Regions from separate parts of the Mus musculus genome. Here regions 1, 3 and 4 are each linked to region 2. A link is a contact called in public ChIA-PET, HiChIP or PLAC-seq and promoter capture Hi-C data. All regions are on one chromosome and are shown on one strand. The core of a region is the stretch at or near the end of the contact, and the rest is flanking DNA. Distances in the headings are between cores, read along the strand shown.

The links. Promoter capture Hi-C pulls out the DNA fragments that hold promoters and counts their contacts. ChIA-PET counts read pairs in DNA pulled down with a chosen protein or histone mark. HiChIP or PLAC-seq counts read pairs in DNA pulled down with a chosen protein or histone mark.
Region 1: a promoter capture Hi-C map of liver shows a contact between it and region 2, with 2.8 times the contacts expected there. The contact joins the promoter of Tfr2 here to the promoter of Srrt in region 2. A contact is called at or near these places in 5 of 39 promoter capture datasets (the C10 cell line, cranial neural crest, embryonic stem cells and 2 more), 1 of 15 datasets of contacts at CTCF or cohesin (large pre-B cells), 3 of 484 Hi-C or Micro-C datasets (all in the G1E-ER4 cell line), 7 of 115 datasets of contacts at active chromatin or transcription factors (bone marrow-derived macrophages, embryonic stem cells, forebrain and 2 more) and 4 of 9 other capture datasets (adipose tissue, embryonic stem cells, liver and 1 more).
Region 3: an H3K27ac HiChIP or PLAC-seq map of embryonic stem cells shows a contact between it and region 2, with 5 read pairs. The contact joins the enhancer-like site here to the promoter of Srrt in region 2. A contact is called at or near these places in 7 of 39 promoter capture datasets (cranial neural crest, embryonic stem cells, erythroid cells and 4 more), 3 of 484 Hi-C or Micro-C datasets (embryonic stem cells and ventricular fibroblasts), 17 of 115 datasets of contacts at active chromatin or transcription factors (T-cell acute lymphoblastic leukemia, acute myeloid leukemia, astrocytes and 11 more) and 4 of 9 other capture datasets (adipose tissue, embryonic stem cells, liver and 1 more).
Region 4: a contact with region 2 is called in an RNA polymerase II ChIA-PET map of memory CD8 T cells, with 6 read pairs. The contact joins the enhancer-like site here to the promoter of Srrt in region 2. A contact is called at or near these places in 3 of 39 promoter capture datasets (hippocampal neurons, liver and pre-B cells), 2 of 115 datasets of contacts at active chromatin or transcription factors (memory CD8 T cells and pro-B cells) and 1 of 9 other capture datasets (pancreatic islet).

Annotation. Positions count from the first base shown.
Region 1 is chr5:137,568,446-137,571,668 of GRCm38.p6, forward strand. Tfr2 (transferrin receptor 2) reads left to right here and starts at 1,395. Exons shown (of 20, transcript NM_015799.4): 1 at 1,395-1,489; 2 at 1,627-1,673; 3 at 2,543-2,596; 4 at 2,832-3,078; 5 at 3,169-3,223. The coding sequence starts at 2,564. Actl6b (actin-like 6B) reads left to right here. Exons shown (of 14, transcript NM_031404.5): 14 at 861-1,135. The coding sequence ends at 941.
Region 2 is chr5:137,306,230-137,309,561 of GRCm38.p6, forward strand. It overlaps Srrt (serrate RNA effector molecule homolog (Arabidopsis)), which reads right to left and starts at 1,445. Exons shown (of 20, transcript NM_031405.2): 1 at 1,195-1,445; 2 at 817-956. The coding sequence starts at 938. It also overlaps the pseudogene Gm43013.
Region 3 is chr5:136,941,913-136,945,340 of GRCm38.p6, forward strand. No RefSeq gene overlaps it. Among named protein-coding and RNA genes, the nearest start is that of Fis1, 18 kb to the right of the region's middle. Within about 2 kb of position 1,674, at least 13 of the 459 cell types and tissues checked have an H3K27ac peak or open chromatin away from gene starts, as enhancers often do. A contact at or near this core is called in embryonic stem cells, where this site is marked.
Region 4 is chr5:137,705,093-137,708,403 of GRCm38.p6, forward strand. No RefSeq gene overlaps it. Among named protein-coding and RNA genes, the nearest start is that of Gm15498, 16 kb to the left of the region's middle. Within about 2 kb of position 2,004, at least 148 of the 459 cell types and tissues checked have an H3K27ac peak or open chromatin away from gene starts, as enhancers often do. A contact at or near this core is called in memory CD8 T cells, pancreatic islet, pre-B cells and 1 more, where this site is marked.

The DNA.
Region 1 (3,223 bases), core at 145-2,644, 260 kb after region 2:
GAAGGCTGCTCTGTGAGCCAGAGACACCAACCTTCACATGGGGGCTGAGCAGCTATCCATGAAAAAAGACGGTTGGAAGGTCCCGGAAAAAAGCAGCAGGGGAGAGTAGCAGTGAGGTGCCCGGTGGTGTCAGAACGGTGATGGTGGCGCTGGCTGGGGTGGGAGGTGTATGTCCAGCTACTCTGGATGTGGAGGCCGTAAGATCACAAGGTCAAGGTCAGCCTGGGCCATTGGTTGAGACCCTTTGCCAAAATAAAAGGCAAATAAATACAAGGGCTGAAAAGATGGCTCAGTAGGCAAAGCACTTGCTGCACAAGGCATGAGGACCCAAGTTCAGATCCGCAGAACCCAACTTGTAAGGAGAACATTTGTCTGTAATCCCAGGCCTCTTCTTACAAAATGGGAGGAGACAGGCGAAGCCCCAGAAGCTCAAGGCTGGCTAGCCTCTCTACAGAGTGACAAACCTGTATGGTTTGGTAAACCCTGCCCTTTGTACTCCGTGTGTACATGTTAGCTCAACCATCACACACAAACACAGGCACAAATACAACACACATGCACAAAACATGTTTAATCTCAAGTAAGGGGCTGGGGGCGTGGCTCAGTGGTAGACCCCCCCTGCCTAGAATCCCCCAGGGAGGAGCTGGGGGCGTGGCTCAGTGGTAGAGCCTCTGCCTAGAATCCCCCAGGGAGGAGCTGGGGGCGTGGCTCAGTGGTAGAGCAGCCTAAAATCTCCCGGAAGGGGGGGGGCGGGGGGAGGATACAGGTGAGAAATGCATGAAGGCAAGTAGAAAGCCGAGGTGTGGTGGTGTAGAGAGGTGTGGGGTGACGCCTGACAGCTGATGTTGCCCTTTTCTCAGGGCACATTCCAGCAGATGTGGATCTCCAAACAGGAATACGAGGAGGGAGGGAAGCAGTGCGTGGAGCGGAAGTGCCCCTGAAGTTGCCCCCCTCCCCCAAATACCCGTCCACCCCATCCACGGAGAAACGCCAGAGGGGCGTTCTACCAGCCAGAAATCCAAAAGCGCTGAACTCTCCCTTTCCCATTACCCTCTTCTCTCTTACCCACATCTTCTTAGACTGTGATGTTCCTGAGTTGAAAGAAGAAAAAAAAAAAAGAACTTTTATGAAAATCAAGTGTTTGACTTCTTTGGGGGAGAATGGGGGCGTGGGGATCTGGTGAGATGCCAGAGAGAGACACACCTACATTCGTGCTACTCTGGGGCACGAATTTCTTAGGTTTTAGTGGGGTCAGGACTCTGGAAGGACCAGGAAGAGTCTGTACTGAGCTGGTTGTTGGTTCAGGGCTGCTCCAGAAAAGGACGTGCGGGGGCGGAGTCCTCTGGGGCGGGGCCTGGGGGCGTGCTCTAGTGGGTGTGGCCTCAGTAGGCTTTGAGTCTCCTGGGAGCATGGTCCAAGAAACCCAGAGACCTGTTGCTGAGCTGAACTTGGCTGCTGTGTCTTCCCACTCAGGACTCGGCTTTGACAGGCACGAGGCAGGGACTGGGGTACTGGTGAGCCCCTACCTCTCAGATCTTTCTGGACCTGGGTAGGACCCGCAGTTTCCCAGGGGAAACCTGGACCAGAAGTAAGGGTGAGGTGGACCCTGAACTTTCCCATTCACAGCTGCAGGTCCTGGTGTCTTCGTCGCGGCTTGGATTTCAAACTGGAGGGTAAACTGCGGTTATGGCCCTTCATCAAAATTTTAGAGTCGTAGACCCCGAAGGAGAAACACTTAAGTCCTTTAGTGATCCAAGGGGTGCTGGGGAGGACTGTGGCTTGGCCAAGACCTTTTCTGCCCCCCTAACGGTGAGGTGGAAACCCATAGTTTCCTGACTCCAAGACCCACTCGTCGGTTTCTTTTGACCTCTTTACCTCATTCCTAACACTTCCTCCCCAGCAACCAAGCAGATTCCAGACAGACAGACAGACAGACAGCTTTGTGGTCAGATTAAACCACCAAGTCACCCCACTGAGATACCGCTGTTTGGAATCTGAGACAGGGGTTGGGGCAGGAAGACCGGCTAACGGGTTATTTGGAAGGCTGTGTGCTGGGAAAACCTAGCAACCAGACCCAAGAGGTGGGAAGGGGCAGACGTTTTCATGGTGAAACTTCCAAGGGGGCTGGGGACTTTCCCCAAGGACACCCTGAGAGAGTGAAATCAGGGAAAAGGAGGGATTTACCTATATCTCCCCTCCCCCCTCACGTTAAGCCCCCCCATCCCCCAACCTGTGACGGGAACCAAGTTGGCCAAAGTCTGCTCTGAGGTTTAAAAAAAAAAAAATTGATTGTTTTGCAGTCTGCCCGCAACAGTGGGGTTTGTGGAAAGATTGGTGAGAGAAGGCACTGCCCCTTGCGGTCTAGCATGAACCAGGGGGAATGTCTAGAAGGCTGGACTGAGGCCAGACTGTGCCCCCACCCTTATGGGGAATGAGAAACGGCCTAGGTTCAGGCTGCCTGTCAGGGCTGATAAGGGGCCCTCTAGGGCTCCCACAAACGGTTTATCGGGGTTTTGTGTGTGTGTGTGTGGACTACTTGCAGAGTTCAGGAGGGGGCACAAGCATGGAGCAACGTTGGGGTCTACTTCGGAGAGTGGTAAGACCACGGGGGTGCGGAGTTGTGGTTACACACATTAGGTCTTCCTTCGTGTCCCTTAGGCAACTCCCTAATGCATAAGGTTGGCCCCACTGGTCCTCCTTGGGTCCCTCCTCTCCAGCCTCCAGAGCTCCCTTCCTCCTGGCCGGAGTCAGTGACACCATTCTTGCCTAACCCTCAGCCAACTCTTAGGCCCCCTCCCGTAATCTCATGCCTACCTCACCCCTCCACTCAGCAACAGTGGTCCCCAAGACCCTCTCAGACCATCTACAGACGCGTGGAAGGCCCTCAGCTGGAGCACCTGGAGGAGGAAGACAGGGAGGAAGGGGCGGAGCTTCCTGCCCAGTTCTGCCCCATGGAACTCAAAGGCCCTGAGCACTTAGGCTCCTGTCCCGGGAGGTCAATTCCCATACCCTGGGCTGCAGCAGGTCGAAAGGCTGCCCCCTATCTGGTCCTGATCACCCTGCTAATCTTCACTGGGGGTGAGTCTTCCCTCCCTCCTCCTGGGCTGGGGGCATTTCTGGGGTCTAGTAGAAGAGAGCACAAGAGAACCCCATCTTCCCACCTGCCAGCCTTCCTCCTAGGCTACGTGGCCTTTCGAGGGTCCTGCCAGGCGTGTGGGGACTC
Region 2 (3,332 bases), core at 195-2,694:
TGAGCACTCAAACAAATAAATCTTTAAAAATAAAGAAATCTGTTTTCAAGTTGAGCTATGGCGCTTAACTCACTAAACTGGCTTTGTTTTTGTTGTTTTTACTTCACCTCTGGATTTAAAAAGGAAGAGAGGTAGAGAGCTGGCTCAGTAGTTAAATGCACTCCTTTTAACCACTCTTGGTTGGCTCCTCTTGCGGAGGACTAGGCTTTGAGTCCCAGCACCCACAAAGCAATTCACAACCATCTTTCCTGCCCATTTCCCAGAGGATCTAAAGCCTTCTGTTGGCCTCCTCGGGCACCAGGAACGAATGAGGTGCATAGACATAATGTAAGCAAACCCCCATGAACGTTTTATTATATAAAAGAAGAAATGCACTTGCACATTTCTTATCTCAATTACCTGTTTTAAAAATCCTTTCAAAAAACTCTTAAACAGGATGTGGTAGAATACTTCCTTAATTCAGAAGTTTAATGTCATCTTGAGCTACCTAAAGAGTTTCGGGCCAATCTCACTTTGGTCAGTTTGTGCTTTCTTAATATTTGGATTTGAGATTGTGTCTCCCTATGTAGCCTGCACGGAAGATGCAGTCCAACCAGCTGTGCGGAGCTCCTGTCCAGCACTAATACTGACCGTCACTTTGGTTAAAAGCTCAAAATCTGAGCCAACGGTGAATAGACTGAAACTACAGAAATGGCTCAACGGTAAACTGCATCCTAATAAGATTTTGTAAGGTAAAGACAAAAAAGGAAACGAAAAGAAAAATTGTGGCGCGGAAGGGTTGTACGGGGCGGGGTATGGACGTTAATACTGTCTCACCGGTCATTCCAATCGTCCCCTCGCCGTCTTTCATCCCTTTCCCGGGAACGGTCATAATCGCTGCGCTCTCTTCGAAATTTGTCCCTGCGTCTTCGGTCGTATTCATCATCACTGTCACCCATGGTGCTGTCAGAGGAGGCCTGGGGCCCGGCGGCGGGTAGACACGGTGATGATGAACAAGGACCAGAGGAGGGACAATCCCCCGGGGACAGCACGCCCGCCTCCCTCCCGCCGAGGCCGGCCTGCCATCCCGGGCAGGGCGATCGCTCCGACAGTTTCACTGTCCCCACGGATTCCCCCTCGTCCACCCCCGAAGCCCCCGGGCACGGTCCTCTCCTCGCAATCCCGCCGCCCGGGCCTTTCCTTCCCCTCCCCCACCTGGCAGCGGTCGGGGCCGTTGGAAGCGCGCGCCGGCGGGCTTGTTTTCCGGGCGGACCGGAACGAGCGACAATGGACCACAAAGAGGGTTGGAAGGAGACGCTGGGATTCTCAGCCCGGAGACGAAGGGGAAGAGAAGAGCGGGACCGCGGGGGGGGGGGGGGGGCAAGGAGGCGCGCGCGCGTCCTACGTCACTCCCGGAGCTCGGCCTCCAACTACAAAACAAGACCCCCGGACCAAACTAAAACTCCGAGATTAAAAGAATGACGGGAAGAGGGTGGAGACGCGGAAGTCTCGCGTGGTTTTGCGACAAAATCGCCCCAGCTTCTCGGAGCTACGGAAGTTGAGCTGGGCCAAGCCAGGCCTTCTGAACGTGCTCGTGCCTACTTGAAAAGGAGGGCACTGGAGAAGTTAAGTGTCACTCCCGTAAGGTATCCTGGGTAGGAGCTAGTTTGCATCCAAAGGTTGCTTTGCAATAGCCCTGGGCTGGGGCACCTCTTGACCTCCTCAAGGGCGGATTTGCTATCGAGGGGTTTGGGGACGATGGATGTCTAGGGAATAATTCATAGAAGCAACCATTTTAGAGGCATCTCCTCCCACCATTTTCTCCTGCAAAAAAATACAGTATGTGCTACTTATAAAATGCGTTCTTCCTGCTTGTCTTGGACAGAGGAGCCTAATACTCATGCAAAAGTGTAAACCTCGATCTTAATGCCCAGTTCTTTAATGGGAGTCTTTACATTGCAGTCTGGAAACAACCACCAGGATCCACTAGTTTCCAGTTGAAATCCCTAAGATAACAGTAAGCCCTTTTCCATGAATAGAATACTAAGCTAAACAAGGGAGCATGCCACTGTCTTGCTCCCAGAAAAGAATGAAAAATCCCAGCATCTAATAAGGTGTATTTACAAGGGGGCATTTTAAAAACTTAGCAGACAGTTACGTTGGCACAGGCGTAACCCGAGTTACTCAGTAAGTCAAAGCAGAATCAAATTCAGGGGTTGCAAAATGAGTTCAAAGCCAGCCTTGACAATTTTCTAAAACCCTTTCTCAAAAACATTTTCCAAAGAGGCCGGTCCAGTGTGTAAGAGCACTTCCTGGTCTTGCAGAAAATCAGAGTTGGAGTCCCAGCTCCCATGTGGCTGGCTGCTCACAGACTGTTAACTCCAGTGCCTAGGGAACTGACACCTCTTCTGGTCTGCAAGGGCACTGCACTCAGATGCACACACACCCACACACTGATACACAGATACATATACTCATCATTTTGTTCCAAAACAAGGTTTCTGTGTACCCCATGGCTGGCCTGGAACTCCCCTTGTAGACTAGGTTGGCCTCAGACTGAGAGATCTTCCTGTCTCTGCCTCCTGAGTACTGGGATTTAAGTCTTGCAACCAGCTCATACACACGTAATTCAAGAAGATGGGAGCATGGTGGCGCTCACCTCTAATCCCAGCACTCTGGTGGCAGAGGCAGGCAGATCTCTGAGTTGGAGGCCAACCTAGTCTACAAAGGGAGTTCCAGGCCAGCCAGGCAGGGCTACACAGAGAAAGAAGGCCCCGTCTCAAGAAAGAAGTAGAGGAGGAAGAGGAGGGAAGCAATGAGAGTCGTACAGCTCAATGATAGAATGCTTGCCTACCGTATGACAGGACCTGGGTTTAGGAAGAAATAAGCTAAGAAAGGAGAGAGGGAGACTGAAGGTGCTGTTCAGCAGGTGGGCATGTGCTTAGCATATATGAGTCTCTGGCCCATCCCCAGCACCCTCCATCCCCCACAAGAAAAGTAGCCATGTGCAGTGTCACATTCCTGCAGCCCCAGCACTGCAGAAATGAGGGCAGAGGGATCCCGGGTTCGAGAACAGCCTCAGCTATCTAGCAATGTTTCAAACCAAGGGTAGCCTGGGATACTTTACAGTTTGTCCTTTAGAGAACTACCTCTGTTTGACATTTGGCCTATGTCACGGCACTGTGGCTAAATGCACCGAGCAGGTCAGCATCGTAAGTAAACATAGGATCCGAGATGATGCCTCCCTCTGGAGAATGGCATGGAAAATTGAAATCGATGAGCACACCAGGTATATTTGTTCCTTCTGGAGCAAGACCAAGATGAAGAAAACAGGCCACTGGCATCTGGCACTG
Region 3 (3,428 bases), core at 424-2,923, 360 kb before region 2:
AGCAGGACCCTCTGCATTTGCAAATGTGGGTACGTACACATATGCACACACACAGAAAGGGCTAATGAGAAGCATCGGTGGGTAAGGGCACCTGTCACCAAGCCTGAGAGCCTGGCTCTGACCCCTGGGACCACATGGCAGAGGGAGGGACCCTGGTGCCTCCAAGTTGTCCTGTGACAACATGCAGAGTCAAACATAATCACATGCTCACACACAGCACACAGCACACATTTTAGAAAGTAAACCTGCCCTTGTTAGCTTTTTGTTACTTTGACAAAATGTCCGAGGTCTTCACCTAGAAGAGTGCATTCAAGCCCGGGTGTCGGCCCAGGCTCTGACTGCTTTGGGTCAAGGCAGAGGTCATTCATGTCAGGAAGCAGGTAGCAAACTAAGCTGCTCTCCTCCTCGAGTCTGGACCAGGGATGCTTGAAGTCTTTACAAGTCCGAAGTGATGGACTTCCTCCAACCAGGCCCCACCTCCAGACCCAAACCAGAGCTACCAGGACAGCCTAGTTCATCATTCTGTTAAATTCCTGTAGGTATGTTTGTTGTATGTGCTCGTGTGTGCAGTTGCATATGCCAATAAGGAGAGGACTTCGGCTGTCCCACCTTACTGCCTTGAGACAAGGTGTCACTACAGTACATGTGGGATCCCTTACGAAGTCCTGTCCCTCCACCACCCTGACCGTCCTGGGGTTACAGGCATGCAAACAGCCATGCTTAGCTTTTTACACCATGCTGGGAATTTGAACTAAGAGCCCCATGTTTGCAAAGCAAGCACTCTTGCCCACTGAACCATCTCTCCAGTCCTTAGTTCATCTTTTTCTGCCCCAGGGTTGCATGTAGCCCAGCTCAGGCTGGCCTCAAGCTATGTAGCCCAAATGAGCTCCTCATCCTCCTGCCTCCACCCCTCAGGGGCTCAGTCTACAGGTGTGCCCCTCAGTGCTGGTTTGCTGCCTGGTTCCTCTTGATTCTATTTTGGGCACAGAAAAGAACCTCTTACCAATCTCTCAGTGAGGATTCTAGTTCTCAGAATTTGACCAGGGGTCATTGCCATGGCTACGGAGATATGTGAAACTGTGCTTAAAAAAAAGAAAACCTTCTCTGTTAACTCTAGCCTCACACTCAAACAAAGGAAATCTCCAGGCCTGACAGCTTCATGGAGGGACTCTGCTCATATCTGAAGAAATATTAAAGGCCAAGCACAGTGGTGCAAAGCCACGATTCCAGGTCTCCAGAGGCAGGAGGATCGAGGCCAGCCCAAACTCTTTGAGAATCTCTTGAGATCTCAGAAGGAATTTTTTTTTTTTTTGAGATAGGGTTTTACTATGTAACTTTGGAACTCTCTATGTAGACCAGGCTTACCTCAGACTCACAGAGACCTGCCTGCCTCTGTCTCCTAAGTATAGAGTTCTCTCGAAATGAACATATAAAAGGTCTGGGGAGTTGGCCTCTGGAACAGGATGCACGCATTATTTAATATGTGTACAGTTCAACCCACAGCACTGAAGAGCTAAAACATGCCGAGCCAGCATAGCAATGCAAGTGGACCACAGCCCAGCTGCGGGTTCTCACCTAGCCTGGAGGAAACTCTGGGCTCCATCCCACCTGGTGCTCCAGATGTGGAGCCAGAGGATGGGAGAGTTAAAGGCCATCATGAAACTACTTAGTAAGACAAGGCCAGCAGCTCCTGCCTCTGCAGCATGCCTGCTGTGAGGACTGTTACCTGAGACCATGAGCCAGATTAACCTGGCTCCCCTGAGTGGCCTTTTGTTGTTGTTGTTGTTGTGGGGGGGGGGTGTTTGTTTTTGTTTTCTTTGGGGGGGGCTGGGAGTTGGAGACAGGGTCTCTGATGGTGCTCTAGCTGGCCTAGAATTTCTTATGTAGACCAGGCTGGGCTCAAACTCACAGAGATCCTCCTGCCTCTACCCACCTTGTGGTAGGTTTAAAGGCATGCAGCACCACAATAAGCTTGTCAGGGCATTTTTATCACAGAGCCAGATGACAATCCCACAAGGGCTCTCAGTGGTCACCTGCCTAGAATCCCCCAGGAGAGACTGGGAGCATGGCTCAGTGGTAGAGCCCCTGCCTAGAATCCCCCAGGGAGGGGCTGGGGGCGTGGCTCGGTGGTAGAGTCTCTGCCTAGAATCCCCCAGTGAGGGGCTGGAGGTGTGGCTCTCTGCCTAGAATCCCCCAGTGAGGGGCTGGGGGCATGGCTCAGTAGTAACACACCAGCGTAGTTTGGCCTAATTGGTGAGCTCTAGGCCAGGGAGAGACCCTGTTTCAAAGGTGGTAGATGTTGTTCTTAAAGATGATACCAGCCAGGCGTGGTGACGCACGCCTTTAATCCCAGCACTCGGGAGGCAGAGGCAGGCTGATTTCTGAGTTCGAGGCCAGCCTGGTCTACAAAGTGAGTTCCAGGACAGCCAGGGCTACACAGAGAAACCCTGTCTCGAAAAAAACCACTTTGGGGGTCTAGCAAGGTGGCTCATTGGTTAAGAGCACATACTTCTTTTTCAAAGGCCCTGAACTGGGATCCTAGCACCCACACTAGTGGCTTACAACCACCTGTAACTCCCACTCTGGGGTGAAACAGCACTATCCTCCAGTTTCTGTGGGCACTTGTGCTCCTGTGCACACATATAACTTTTCTTAGGAGATCTGTAGCTTAGATGACGTCCCTATGTCCCAGGTAGCTCGAAGGAGGACACCTGCTGTGTGAGAGGCTGAGGTCTCTGGGTGATCAGCACCCTAAGGACTGAAGCCAAGGGACCCATTGCCAGGCCAGCCCAGGCTATGCAGCAAGAGCTCACAGCAAGAGGCAAGAGCCTGCAAGATGCCTTAGCAGGTAAACGTGCCAGCCATCATGCCTGGTGACCTGAGTTTGATCCCCCAGACCTACAGAGAGAAAAGACTCCTACAAATTGTTCTCTGACCTCCATCCTTATATGCTAGCACATGCACACGTGCCTCTTTCCAACCACCCACCCACACAATAAAACAGAATAAAGGAAGAATGGAGGGAGGGGGCGATGAGTAGGGGTGAGGGCAGAAAGAAAATCCTAAATATAGTCTATTATCAGGTTCCACAATTAGGACTTCACTCTGACTTTGGGGATAGAAGGTGGGACACCATTCTGCCCGTAACACATATAAAGCTCAGGGTTTTGTTCCGTATTGAACAAAAACCTTCTAAATATATAGTAGCAGGGGGTGGGGAGCCTCATCTAATGAGACACGTCTTCGCAATTTTCCATTGCCTTCATCCCATCTTCAGCTGGTTAAATCAATAAAAGTCTCTGCAGTTTAAAAATACTTGAACAACTTTGACACTGGAGAACACTCGGTGCTTAGACTCGCTCTGCTTGATGGGATCTCATTTTCCAGAGGAAGCAGCCTCCGCTTAGCTCTTAGTCATCGCTGGCCTT
Region 4 (3,311 bases), core at 754-3,253, 400 kb after region 2:
TGCTCTTCCAGAGGTCCTGAGTTCAATTCCCAACAACCATATAGTGGATTATAACCATCTATAATGGGATCTGATGTCCTCTTCTGGTGTGTCTGAAATCAGCTACAGTATGCTCATATAAATAAAATAAACAAAATCTTAAAAAAAGAAAAAAAAGAATTAGGGCTCAATTCAACAGTGTGTAAATGCAACTGACAGTTAGTGTGCATTCTCAGAGGTTAGGTCATAAAGGAAGTGGTTCTAGGCACTGGAGAGTTCCTCTCACTCTTGCTGTGCCTGCCGAGTGTTTGAGTGTCTGAGTGTCTCGGTTTCTTTTCTTGGTGCTGTGACGGGGCACTCTAACAAGGGCACCTCAGGGTTAATGCGGGCTATAGTTTGCGGTACATCCATTGCTGCTGGGAGCCAAGGCAGCAGAAGCTTGGGGCAGCTGGGCTCAATACAGCCCCAGTTAGGAGGAAGGCAGCTGGGCTCAATACAGCCCCAGTTAGGAGGAAGGCAGCAAGGAGTACTGTGCTCAGCTCAACGGCTCCAATAAAAAATATTGCTTAATTACAGTTGTTTAGTGAGTTTACTTTGTATGCAGAGAGTGCCCAAGTGAAGGTCAGAGGACACTTGCAGGGGTCCACTCGCTCTTTTATTTTTGTTTTTCTCAAGACAGGGTTTCTCTGGGCAGCTCTGGCTGATCTGCAACTCGCTCTGTAGACCAGGCTGGCCTCGAGGTCACAGAGATCTCTGCCTCCCAAGTGATGGAATTAAAGACCTGCAGGTGGGATCAAAGACAGGTTCTTCCAACTCGGCGATAAGCACCTTTAGCCATTAAGCCAGTGGTCTTCCGGGTCCCATAGGAGATATGCTACATATTAGGTAGTTACGTTACTATTTGTAACATTAGCAAAATTACAGTGATGAAGTTTCAACAAAATAATTCTTTGGTTGTGTGTGTGTGTGGGGGGGGGTCACCACAGCAATGAGGGTCGCAGCACTAGGAAGGTTGGGAACCTCTCCCCGCTTTCTTCCTTTTATACAGTCCAAGATGCCTGCCCAAGGAAGGGTGATACCCACAATGGGAGGCCTTTTTTCAGCTCAATTAACTGAATGGAGATAATCCCCACGGACGTGCCCAGAGGCTAACCTTAGCTAGACAATTCCTCCCTGGTGTGAAGCCGATTGTCTCAGGGGTGAGTGTGGACCCCGTGAACATCACACTCGGCAAGCAAGAGGGTCTGGCACAGGCTGTCTCAAAAACCAAGGGGAAGGCGAAGGGTTCAGTAGGACCTACCCTTAACAGAGAACTCGGCGATTTTTTAGCAGCAGCAGCAGCAGCTGTGAGGTCTGGAGAGTGAGGGATCCAGAAAGAGTTGGAGGGGGACATGGCAGGTGGATACAATCGAAATCCATCATATTTATGTATGAAGTTACTGAAGAATACATACATAAAATAAATATGAGCTGGCAGTGGTGGCACCTGATGGGAGGCTGGAGAGATGGCTCAGCAGTCGTCAGGAGCACTTGCTGCTCTTGCAGAAGACCTGGGTTTGGAGCCCTGTGGCTGCACACAACTCCAGTTTCAGGGATCTGATGCTCTCTCCTGATCTCCCTGGGCACTGCACATACACGGCACACTTACATACGTGCCAACAAGCTTTTAAAATAAAAATAGATAAATAAGGTGGAAAGCTGTTAAGAAAGATGCCTATCATTGAACTCCAGCTTACACACACACACAAACACACACACAGGGATGGGGATAGATGGGTACTTCCACTACATTGTCTTGGATCATCCATTCTGGGGAAAGTCAGCTGCCACATCATTGGAACTTTTCAGACAGCCTGGGGAGAGGGCCACACAGGAGGAAGAGAGGCAGGCTGCCAACAATCCAGTCCTAACCTGCTTGCCAGGTGAGCGAGTGAGTCATCGCGGAACAGCCAGCATCAGTCAAGCTCACAGGTGACTTCAACTCTCTAGCCTCAGGACTTCCATCTGAGGCCCCAGACGCCACCTTGGAGCTGAGCCAAGTCAATCCCGTCATGCCCTGCGTTGCCAGCCCACAGAACCATGAGACAGTAAAGGAGAGCTGTCATTTTAAAACACTAAGCTTCAAGGTAATTTGTAGCGCAGCAAAGATAAGAGAAGCAATGAGAGCGGTACACTCAGCGCTGAAGGTACACAAAGAATAGGTACTTAGCTTAAGTACCCTCTCCCCCCTCTCTCTCCCTCTCTCTCTGTGTTGCTAGGAACTTTTGTATGCTAGGCAATGACTCTACTGCTTAGTCACATCCACGCCTCCAGCCCCTCACTGAGGGATTCTATAGTCAAAGCAGTGGGCACTTGGGGTGTTGGGGGAGGAAGTGGGAGGAAGGGGGAGGAAGGGGGAGGAAGGGGGAGGAAGGGGAGGAAGGGGGAGGAAGGGGGAGGAAGGGGGAGGAAAGGGGCGGTGCAGCACAGCAAAACAGAAGCCATCAGCAAGGGCCTAGGGGTGTGGCTCTGGGCTTGAACCTTGGCCTAGAATCTCCCGGTGAGGGGTTTGGAAATGTAGGTACTTGGTAACACACTTGCCTAGAGTCCCCCAGTGAGGGGCTGGGGGCGTGGCTCAGTGGTAGAGCCCCTGCCTAGAATCCCCCAGTGAGGGGCTGGGGGCGTGGCTCAGTGGTAGAGCCCCTGCCTAGAATCCCCCAGTGAGGGGCTGGGGGCGTGGCTCAGTGGTAGAGCCCCTGCCTAGAATCCCCCAGTGAGGGGCTGGAGGTGTGGCTCAGTGGTAGAGCCCCTGCCTAGAATCCCCCAGTGAGGGGCTGGGGGCGTGGCTTAGTGATAGAGTCCCTGCCTAGAATCCCCCAGGGAGGGGCTGGGGGGCGTGGCTTAGTGGTAGAGCCCCTGCCTAGAATCCCCTAGTGAGGGGTTGGGGGCATGGCTCAATGGTGAAGCCCCTTGCCTAACATGCACAAATCCATGAGTTCCGTCCTCAACATGGAAGGGTATGAGAAACAGTCTCCTACCGAGAACGAGGTGCGAAACAAGGTGACTAAGTTCCTACCAATGCCCAAGGATGGTCGGTCTTCTGGAGAGGTTAAACGAAGCTGACTCCACCCCAGAGAACATAAGGCAGCTAAGGCCAAGGGGATTTACCATAGCGAGGGAGACCTTCAGTAGTCCTCTCCTTGAACCAACCCACTGACTTTAAATTCTAGGAGCCAGGATTCCCACATCATCTTCCTCCACGCCCCATCTGTGATTGATGGTGTCCTCTCTGGAAGAAGTACCTGCTGCAAGGGTATTGATAGATAAACAGAGAACTGAAGGTCAAATCAGCT